Regions from separate parts of the Sus scrofa genome. Here all the other regions are linked to region 3. Evidence: chromatin contacts called from public promoter capture Hi-C data. All regions are on one chromosome and are shown on one strand. The core of a region is the stretch at or near the end of the contact, and the rest is flanking DNA. Distances in the headings are between cores, read along the strand shown.

Region 1 (2,842 bases), core at 166-2,665, 66 kb after region 3:
GCAGGCCCCTTGCTGCTGGTCATCTCCCCCACTGCTGCGCAGTCAAGGCGAATACCCAGGGTTTTTGTCAAATTTTTGCCTCACTAGGAATCCATGCTCCTTCTCCTGGGGGATGTGTACTGTGGTGGGGTGAGGCAGGGGTGGGGAGCTGGCTGTACTTTCCCCCCAGGCCTGAAGGCAGAGTCGGGGTGGGGGAGTGGAGTCAGGAGGGTCTGCCATCGCTTTTCACCAGGTGGTTTTACTTTCAAGTCTTCTAAACCTCTAGCAAGCACAGGAGCCAGGAGTTTGGCTACAGCTTTGGTTAGCCCAGCGGGACGAAGGAGGCTATGGAAGAGGAGCAGGCTCCAAGACTGTCTTCTGTTTCAGTCGGTTCCACATCACCTACTGGCCAAGAAACCTTTCCATGGAAATGATTCAGTCTACTGTCATTGAGTAGTTTTGCTTCACGTGTTTTCTTTAATCAGAAATTTGGGAGTTCTCCTGGTGGCACAGTGGAAGTGAATCTGACTAGGAACTATGAAGTTGCAGGTTCGATCCCTGGCCTCACTCAACGGGTTAAGGATCTGGCATTGCTGTGAGCTGTGGTGTAGGTCACAGACGTGGCTGGGATCCCACATTGCTGTGGCTGTGGGGTAGGCCGGCAGCTGTAGATCTGATTGGACTCCCAGCCTGGGAACCTCCATATGCTGCTGGTGCAACCCTAAAAAGCAAAAAAAAAAAAAAAAAAAAAAAAAATCGTAGACTCCCAGGTCCTCAATTCATTTTGATTGGGATTTAGTTCTCAGACGCCAACCATGGTAGAAGAGAGAGCCAACCACCTTTTGCTTTATCTACTACACATAAGCGTGAATTGTGATTCTTTTACTGTAAAGTAAAAGTTACTTTATTTCAGGCTAAATGTAAACGGTGCCTTTAAAATTAATACTTATTTTTCAGGTATGCAGTTTTGTAATTGCTTTGTTAGTGTTGGGTTTGGAAATGTAAACATTAACAACTCACTAATAACCGCTTACAAAACCTTTTTCTTTTCGTGGTTACTTGCCTCTATAATTACAGTAGTTTTCTATTTATGAAAAGATTTGTTTAAAAATAAATTTATTTAGGAATAAAGATGATGCAATTTAAAGAAAGTATTAATTACATAATAACACAGCTGGTGTGCAGATATAACAAAACTAGAAAGACGTTGGCGTCGCAACCGCGAGAATTTGGAAAACAGGTTCCACGGGGTTGGGGGGAGAGAGGGTGAGAGCAGCTACGGAAGCCGGGAAGGCCAAGGCCAAGGCGAAGGCGGACGCGAACCAGGACCCGGAGGAAGAGGCGGCCCCGCCCCCTCGAGTGCGGCGCAGTGCGCAGGTGCGGCGTCGCGCCTGGGGGCGCGTGGGGCTCACTGCGCAGGCGCGGCGGTCGGCGTGGTCCCCATGGAGCCGCAGTAGCGGGGCTGGCGCCGCCGCGAGCGAAGGACATGAGCGCGGCGGAGGCCGACCGCTGGGCGTGGCTGCTGGTGCTCAGCTTCGTGTTTGGGTGCAATGTACTCAGGATCCTCCTCCCGTCCTTCTCCTCCTTCGTAAGTGGCCTGGCCCTCCAGGGGCCGGTGGGGTCGCCGCCCAAGCCCTCGGCGAGCCCGGTGTAGACACAGGGGTCTCGAGCTGGCCGCCGGAGGGCTGGTTTCGGCCTGCAGAGGCTTCTTGGGCGGGCGGTTCTGTTTTGAGATATTTTCGAGTTGGCTGCTCTCCTCTGAAAGCTGTAAAGCTTTCCCCCCAGATCCGGATTTCTGGATTCTTGGGGCGGAAAAGAAGACACACCTGGCAGATCTTGGTCAGTTTTCACGTGGCGGCGGTCCTCAGTGCCTTTCTGCCAGCCGCGCGCATTTCCGTTATCCCCCGGGCCCTGGAGGCATCCGGCAGCCTTGGCTGCTGGGGGCCCAGTGCCTGCAAGCAGGGCGTCTAGGGCTTTCGGGAAGTCTCGCCTTCTCGCGTGCAGGGCCAGCTGTGCCAGGTCCTGGGGGATGGACCTCAGGGTGCAGGAGCCCCGCATTCTTGGGGCGGGTAGGGTGGGAGACGGTGTAGACAGAGAATCTCAGTGTTCTGTGATGTTTTGTGTACCCAGAGGAATGGCAGGCACGTGGGAGCGCTCTCTCTGCGGGGCGTTTCGCGCATCGCGAGTACGTTACCTCGTGTGTAGGTGCCACAGCTGCTGTGATTGTCACCCCGTCCTGCTGTATGTTCCAGAGGAGGAGTCTGACTCCGTCTAGTTTTTTTCTTTTCTTTTTTTTTTTTTTTTTTAAATGAGAGTTGCAACGTTTATTTTAGGTGCTCTCGTGGATTTTTCTTTTCTTTTCTTTTTTGCCACACAGGCAGTATGTGGGAATTCCTGGGTCAGGGATCGAACCGAAGCCACACAGCAGCCACCGGAGCCACAGGTGAGAACGCAGGCACCTCAATCCGCCAGTCCATCAGAGAACTCCCTGAATCTGTTTAATTGTGTTAAGTCTTGCAGCTAGTGACTGCTGGAGGGGGCGGATTTCATCCCTGATTTGTGATTCTCCTAGGTCTGCTCCTCTGCCTTTTGGAAAAAGAATGGGGGGGGGGCGTTTGGTGGCACATTTGATGGAGGTGTAGGGGTGTGTGTGTGTGTGTGTGTGTAGGTGGGGAGCTGTCCTCTGGGGAAGGGCACAATCTTTATGCCCACAATGGGAGCGGGGACAGTCTGAGGAGACTTCAAAGATGGGGTGCACACATTATAGCCATGTCCTGGGAGCTGTTCTCCCTGCTTTTCTCTTCTGATATAAATTGGTGGTGGTGGAGGGCTATTGGTGGTGGTGGAGTTTCTTTTTTGTTTT
Region 2 (2,700 bases), core at 26-2,525, 120 kb before region 3:
TTTATAAAGAAAATAATTACAATCCTAAGGAAACAGTGGATTCGTGCAACAATAATTAATAGGTAAAACCATTCACAGAGAACTAACTGTATGAGACAGATCAGGCTGTCCAGGTGACCCGCTGATCAACCCATCTCAGCATCCCTAAAAGTGGGATAACTGGGTACAGCGTGAAGTAAGACACCGCAAAAACCACTTCCGAGGCATTCGCGCCAGCAAAGCATTGACCAAGCCTCTAGAAAGAACTTTCCTTAACAGGCAAAGCGGGTATACACCCATCTGCACAAAGGACACCAAGAAGAAGCAATGAGACAAACCTAGAGCGTGAGACATCCTAGAGGACAACCAGCCTCTCAGCAACCGTGAAAAAGGAAGGCAGGTGCTCTAACATGAAAGGAAATTCAAGAGACAACACGTCCAAATGTAAGGTGTGGGCTGCGTCAGGGTTCTGATTTACAGAAACACTGTAAAATGTCACATCTAAGACAACTGGATAAACCTGATCGTGGACTGGCTACTAAATAGTAATCAAAAGTATTGTTAAGTATTACGGATGATGACAGCATCTGTACGATGTCTAGCTCGTTGGAGAAGCATTCTGTAAAATGCAGAGGTGAAAGGCCATGGTGACTGGGACTCACCTGGGGCTAGTGAGACAGAAAGTAACTGTGGCACAATCTTATGGGATTGGATGGGCGTAAAATAGCGTTTTACTATTCTCTCCAATGACTGTGTATTTGGAAATAATACTTTCTTTAAAAAGACAGAGCCATCTGGTACTGACACATCCTGCTACCTAACTGGAGTGGAGCAGATGATAAATTTTTTAATAAGAGTTGTCTTAGGTCCGTGGACTAAACACACGACACTCCTGGGGCACGAAGACTGCCCTGCAACCCTGGAAAACCTAACAAGCCCGCAGGAAACGCGCCGCATCACTGCTAAAGGAGGCCTTTAAAGAACGCGAGAGCCCGCCGCAGGCCCACCCGCAGCTGGCGCGGCCGGACCCGCCGGGACCCGCCGCAACCTGCGGCCTGCGCGCCGCCCCGGCTCCTGCGCCCGCCCGGCCCGCGTCTGCGACGGCGCGCCCAGCACCTCACCTCTTTCGTGCCAGCTGTCGCCGGACCTCCCTGTCCTCGGGCGTCTCCCTCCTCCCCTCTTCTTCCTCCTCCTCATCCTCCGTCCCGGCTCGGCAAGGCGCCTTCACCACCTCGCCGAAGAACGTGGCCGCCATGATCTCCCTCCCGGCCGGCTTGCGGCGCCACAAGGCAGCGCATGCGCCCCGCGCATGCGCGCTGCGCGGGCCACGCCCACGCCCCGCCCCTGGCTGCGGGCACGCCCCCTGGCCCACCTGGGGCTCGCGCCCCCGGAAACCGGAGCCACCAAGAGACCGGACGACTGCGGGCTAGAAAGGCCAGGCGAGCCGGGGGGCGGGGCCGCTGTCCCTGCAGGTAACCCACGCGGAAGAGGAGGGGCTCGGCCGCCCCCGCCCTAGTCGGCAGCGCGCCGGGGACCCGGGCCAGCCGGACCGCCTTTCCTTGCGCAGCTCTGCGGTTTCTTCTCGCTTAGGAGTGACGGGATGCGCTGTGGTTTATTAAGCGCCCGGCTTCAAACCTTGACTGTCCCCAGGTAGGTGCCGGCCCCTGGCCTGGCGCCTCCTTGGGACAGCGGACAGAGGATGGGTGGAAGGGCAGGAAGAAATACAGTGCTTCGTAGTGTTGTAAAAATGAGCCTTTACTCTGGCAGTAGGAATTCACATTTCAAAAGCCGATGATTGTCGAGCTAATCTAAAAGATTTCATGAGAATGCAAAAATAGTTGCTTCATTTCTAAAACTTGGCTATTTCATACAAAATTTGTTTTCGCTTTAAATAGCCTTTCATTAATAAGCAAGATATGTAATTATTTTTGAACTGGTTCTCTTCTCTCAATTTTGCTGGAAAACAGTTCACGGAGCACTAGTCCAAGCAGAAGAAAAAAAGGGACACTGTACCACAGTTTAAATGAAAATGAAAAAATACAATATTGCAACAACAACAAAAAAAAACACCATTTATCTAGTGCTGAAACTAGAGGGCATTGCTTACATTCTGGAAACTTGCCAGTAAAGAGTCACAAAGTTAAGTACTAATTTGGGGTGAGGGCAGCCTCGAGATGAAAAAATATCAGAAGTATGTTGCTTAGAAACATCTCTTTTTAAGATGTGGAGAAACAATGATCAACAAAAGCATTTACATAAAGCCAGTGGTTAGCGATTTACACCTTACTGCAAAATAGTATTTTCAGTTGTGAGGCAAGATTTGAACACCTAAGTATAAATAGTAAGACCAAACTGCTATCTAGTAGGAATAGGAAATTTTGGGTATAGTCAGTGAGCTAGAATATGCAAGATTATCTGTGCAATATTTTAAAACTGCATTAACACTCCTGGGTTATTTGACTTTATAGAATGAATTGCAGAATAAAAGTTTGGGTATTACTTTGTCTTAGTCCTTTTGTGGAATAAAATAACTTCCTTTTTAGCCTCAACTGGATTTCGTTACATTACGAAGTAATCATTTCTGGAAAGCTGACAAAAATGATAACTAGAATAATGACAGCACATTTAACCATGATTAAAATTCTGCATACATTTCAGAGAGTTTTGCAAGGATGTTAAATTTTAAACAAATGCTTATTTCATGCAGTTACAGTCAATTTA
Region 3 (2,861 bases), core at 33-2,532:
AGCAGGGTTTTTATTACTCCGCGGAGGAAAAAAGAAAAAAACAAAATAAACCAAAAGCTAGAGAGGAACCTTCCTCCACCTTTCAAACACCAACGCTTCTATTCCTAGGGAACAAGTGGTTGGAAGATCTGGGCGGGGCAAAAGGAGGAAGACCAATCAAAGGTCGAGTTACAAGTCGGGTTCAGGACAAACACGGCTGAGAGCAGCTCGCTGAATGGCTGGCGAGCCCCCGGCTCTCACCATAGGCAGCCGCACCTGGGGACCCACCCCGCCACAAACCGCGGCGCAGGTCGCCCCCACCTCCACCCGGCCGCCCCCCAGGGCCGTTTCCTACCCAAACAAACCCGGCCTCCCCAAAGCAAAACAAAGCCTACGGGAGGCGGTCCCGCTGTCCCAGGGATGCCTCGGCCGCCTGGCCGCCCCCTCCGCGCGCGGCTCGGTCACTTCGCCCCTCCGGCGGGAGCCCCGAAAAGGGGGCGGGGGGCGGGTGCTCGGAAACACCGGGATGGAAATGTCAAAAGTCTCACCAATTCCTCGTAGCTCCTGTTGTGCTCGTTGCCCTCCCAATCCAACCTCTTCGGCAGCAGCTGCAAAGACCCAAGATGCACACGAGTGACCACCGAGCGGGGGGTGGCGGGGCGCAACGGGGTGGGGGGCGGCGGGGACGCGGGGCGGGGAGCCGGACGAGCGGCCCCAGGCAGGGCCGGGAGGGGACGCAGGGGACGCGGCGGGACGGGCGTGGGCGAGGCCGCGAAGCACAGACCTGGTACTGCTCCAGCTCCTGCACCAGCACCTGCAGCCGACGAGACGCGCAGTTAGGGGGGCGGGGGCCGCACCCCGGTCCGCCCGGCGCCCTCCTCCCGAGACCCCAGGCGGCGGCGGGGCCGGGACCCCCGGGGCGCGGCCGCCGCCGCCCGCGGGCCCGCACTCACCTGGGCGGCTCTCCGACACGGGCCGGCCGATAGGTACCGGGCGATGAGGAAGTACAGCTCTGCGGGGAGACGGGGAGTCGGGTCAGGCGCGGGCGGGAGGGTGGCGGGGAGGGGGCCGGGGCGGGGGCGCCGCGGGGAGGGCGCGGGCGGCGCGTCTTACCCGACTCGATGAGGGGCACCGGGCGTCGGGCGGGCGAGGGCTCCGCCATGGCCGGGCGCGGGGCCGGGGCGGGAGCGGGCGAGCGAAGCGTGTAGGCCGCGCCGAGGCCTGACCGGGCCGGCGTTCCTCTACCTCAGGCGCGCCGCCGCTGCCGCCGCCGCCGCCGCCGCCATGCCGTGCGCGCCGCCAGCGCCGACGCCTCCGCGAAGTAGTGCCTCCAGGGGAGAGAAAGTAGTCCCTCTGTGGGCGCCGCCCGTGCCACCGGACGAACGACGGTCCGACCCCGCCAGGAAGGGCGAGCCTCGCCTCCCTCTCCTCTCCCTCGGGGGGCGCAGAGAGGACACTGTGTGCGCTGGGGGCCGGGCCCGGCTCGGGCGGCCGGTGGGGGAGGGGCGCGCGCGTGGCCGGGATCCCTGCGCGCGGTGAAGCGGCTCCCGGCCATTGTGAGGCGGCGGCCCGGCTGCGCGGCGGGGCGGGCGCCGGGGGCGGAGGTCGGGCGGGGGCCGCGGTGGGGGCAGGGACGGGGACAGGTCCTCGCTCCCCCGGCCGGAACCCAGCGTCTCCATCCGGGACGTCAGGGGCCCAGGACCCGCAGCGGGTGCGGCGGGGTCGCCCGCTTCGGGCTCTCGGAAGGGACACTCACGGACGCTCATCCGGGGCCAGTGTGTCTGCCCCCCGGGAAAGATGGTTCGCTTCGAGGACGGAACACCCTTAAAACCGAGATCGTGCCACCCAGATGAGAACGCCGGGCCGAGAAGCTTTCCGCCGGGAGGGGAGGAGGAGTGAGGAACGCCGCGGGATGGGGAGGCCAGGGGTCCGCGGACGCTGACTCTCTGGCTCGGAGGGCAGAGCCGGGTTGCCGCATGCGGGGGAAGGAGAGCCGTGGGACAGAGCCGCAGTCCTGCCGGAGCCCGCAGCCCCCGAGAAAGGGTCAAAGAAAACGCAGTGCATCGCAGAGGATGTAAACCTGGCTAGGAGGGAGCAGCCCAGGGCCGGCGACGACCTAGCCGGGCGAGGAGGGTGGGAGGAAGCGGGCAGTGCAGACACGCAGCGGCCACCTCTCGGGGGACGCCCGCGGGGAGCCGTGGGCAAGTGGGATTCTCTTGGGAAACAGTCGTAGGACTTGAGGTTGGAGCAGTGGACCAGGGTCCCCCAAAATTCCCTTAATGCCCGTGGCGGGCTTCTAATCTAACCACATTCCTTCGGCCAACGTACCCGGTTTGCCCTATTCTGAGCCCTAAAGCACAGCAGGGAGCAAAACCGGGCCCTATGGAGCAGACGTTGTAATTCCAGTTCCTAGGCAGTCTGATAACCTCCAGAGCTTCAAGAGATGAAACATTTGGGTTCAGATCAGACTCTGGGTTGGGACTAACCCTGGGCCTTTACCCGCTGAAAGTGTGACTTTGAGCACGTCACAACCTCTGAGCTTCTATTTTCCTCACCTGTAAGCTGTAGATAGTATGTGTGCCCACTTCATAGGGGGACCATAATGGGTTAATAAGTGTTCTTAGGGTACATAAGCGCCATATACCTGCCAGTTTTTAATTATTTACACCACATAGCCAAAGTTTTTCTGTATATTTATGAAGGAACAATTCAAACATGTTGGAACAAGTGCCTCAGTCGTCTGTTCTTGTATCTTGATTCAGCAAACACCATCAAGTGATGGGGATAAAGGATGAAGGCATAGGCTGCAGCTTTGCCATCCAAGACTTCATTGTCTTTTAGGAGGTGTAAGCAAAGAAGGACAAGGTTTAGGGCAGAAACAG

Evidence for each region. Promoter capture Hi-C pulls out the DNA fragments that hold promoters and counts their contacts.
Region 1: a contact with region 3 is called in a promoter capture Hi-C map of fetal liver, with 3 times the contacts expected there. The contact joins the promoter of WRB here to the promoter of BRWD1 in region 3. A contact is called at or near these places in 3 of 5 promoter capture datasets (fetal liver, fetal skeletal muscle and liver), 15 of 47 Hi-C or Micro-C datasets (adipocytes, alveolar macrophages, embryonic fibroblasts and 9 more) and 2 of 2 datasets of contacts at active chromatin or transcription factors (alveolar macrophages and skeletal muscle).
Region 2: a contact with region 3 is called in a promoter capture Hi-C map of fetal liver, with 2.9 times the contacts expected there. The contact joins the promoter of PSMG1 here to the promoter of BRWD1 in region 3. A contact is called at or near these places in 2 of 5 promoter capture datasets (fetal liver and liver) and 2 of 47 Hi-C or Micro-C datasets (heart right ventricle and liver).

The regions. Positions count from the first base shown.
Region 1 is chr13:202,961,275-202,964,116 of Sscrofa11.1, forward strand. It overlaps WRB (tryptophan rich basic protein), which reads left to right and starts at 1,416. Exons shown (of 5, transcript NM_001244308.1): 1 at 1,416-1,567. The coding sequence starts at 1,466.
Region 2 is chr13:202,774,324-202,777,023 of Sscrofa11.1, forward strand. PSMG1 (proteasome assembly chaperone 1) reads right to left here and starts at 1,276. Exons shown (of 7, transcript NM_001244457.1): 1 at 1,101-1,276. The coding sequence starts at 1,234. It overlaps BRWD1 (bromodomain and WD repeat-containing protein 1), which reads right to left. Exons shown (of 42, transcript XM_021070988.1): 42 at 1,717-2,700.
Region 3 is chr13:202,895,263-202,898,123 of Sscrofa11.1, forward strand. BRWD1 (bromodomain and WD repeat-containing protein 1) reads right to left here and starts at 1,283. Exons shown (of 42, transcript XM_021070988.1): 1 at 1,093-1,283; 2 at 933-991; 3 at 764-793; 4 at 528-587. The coding sequence starts at 1,141.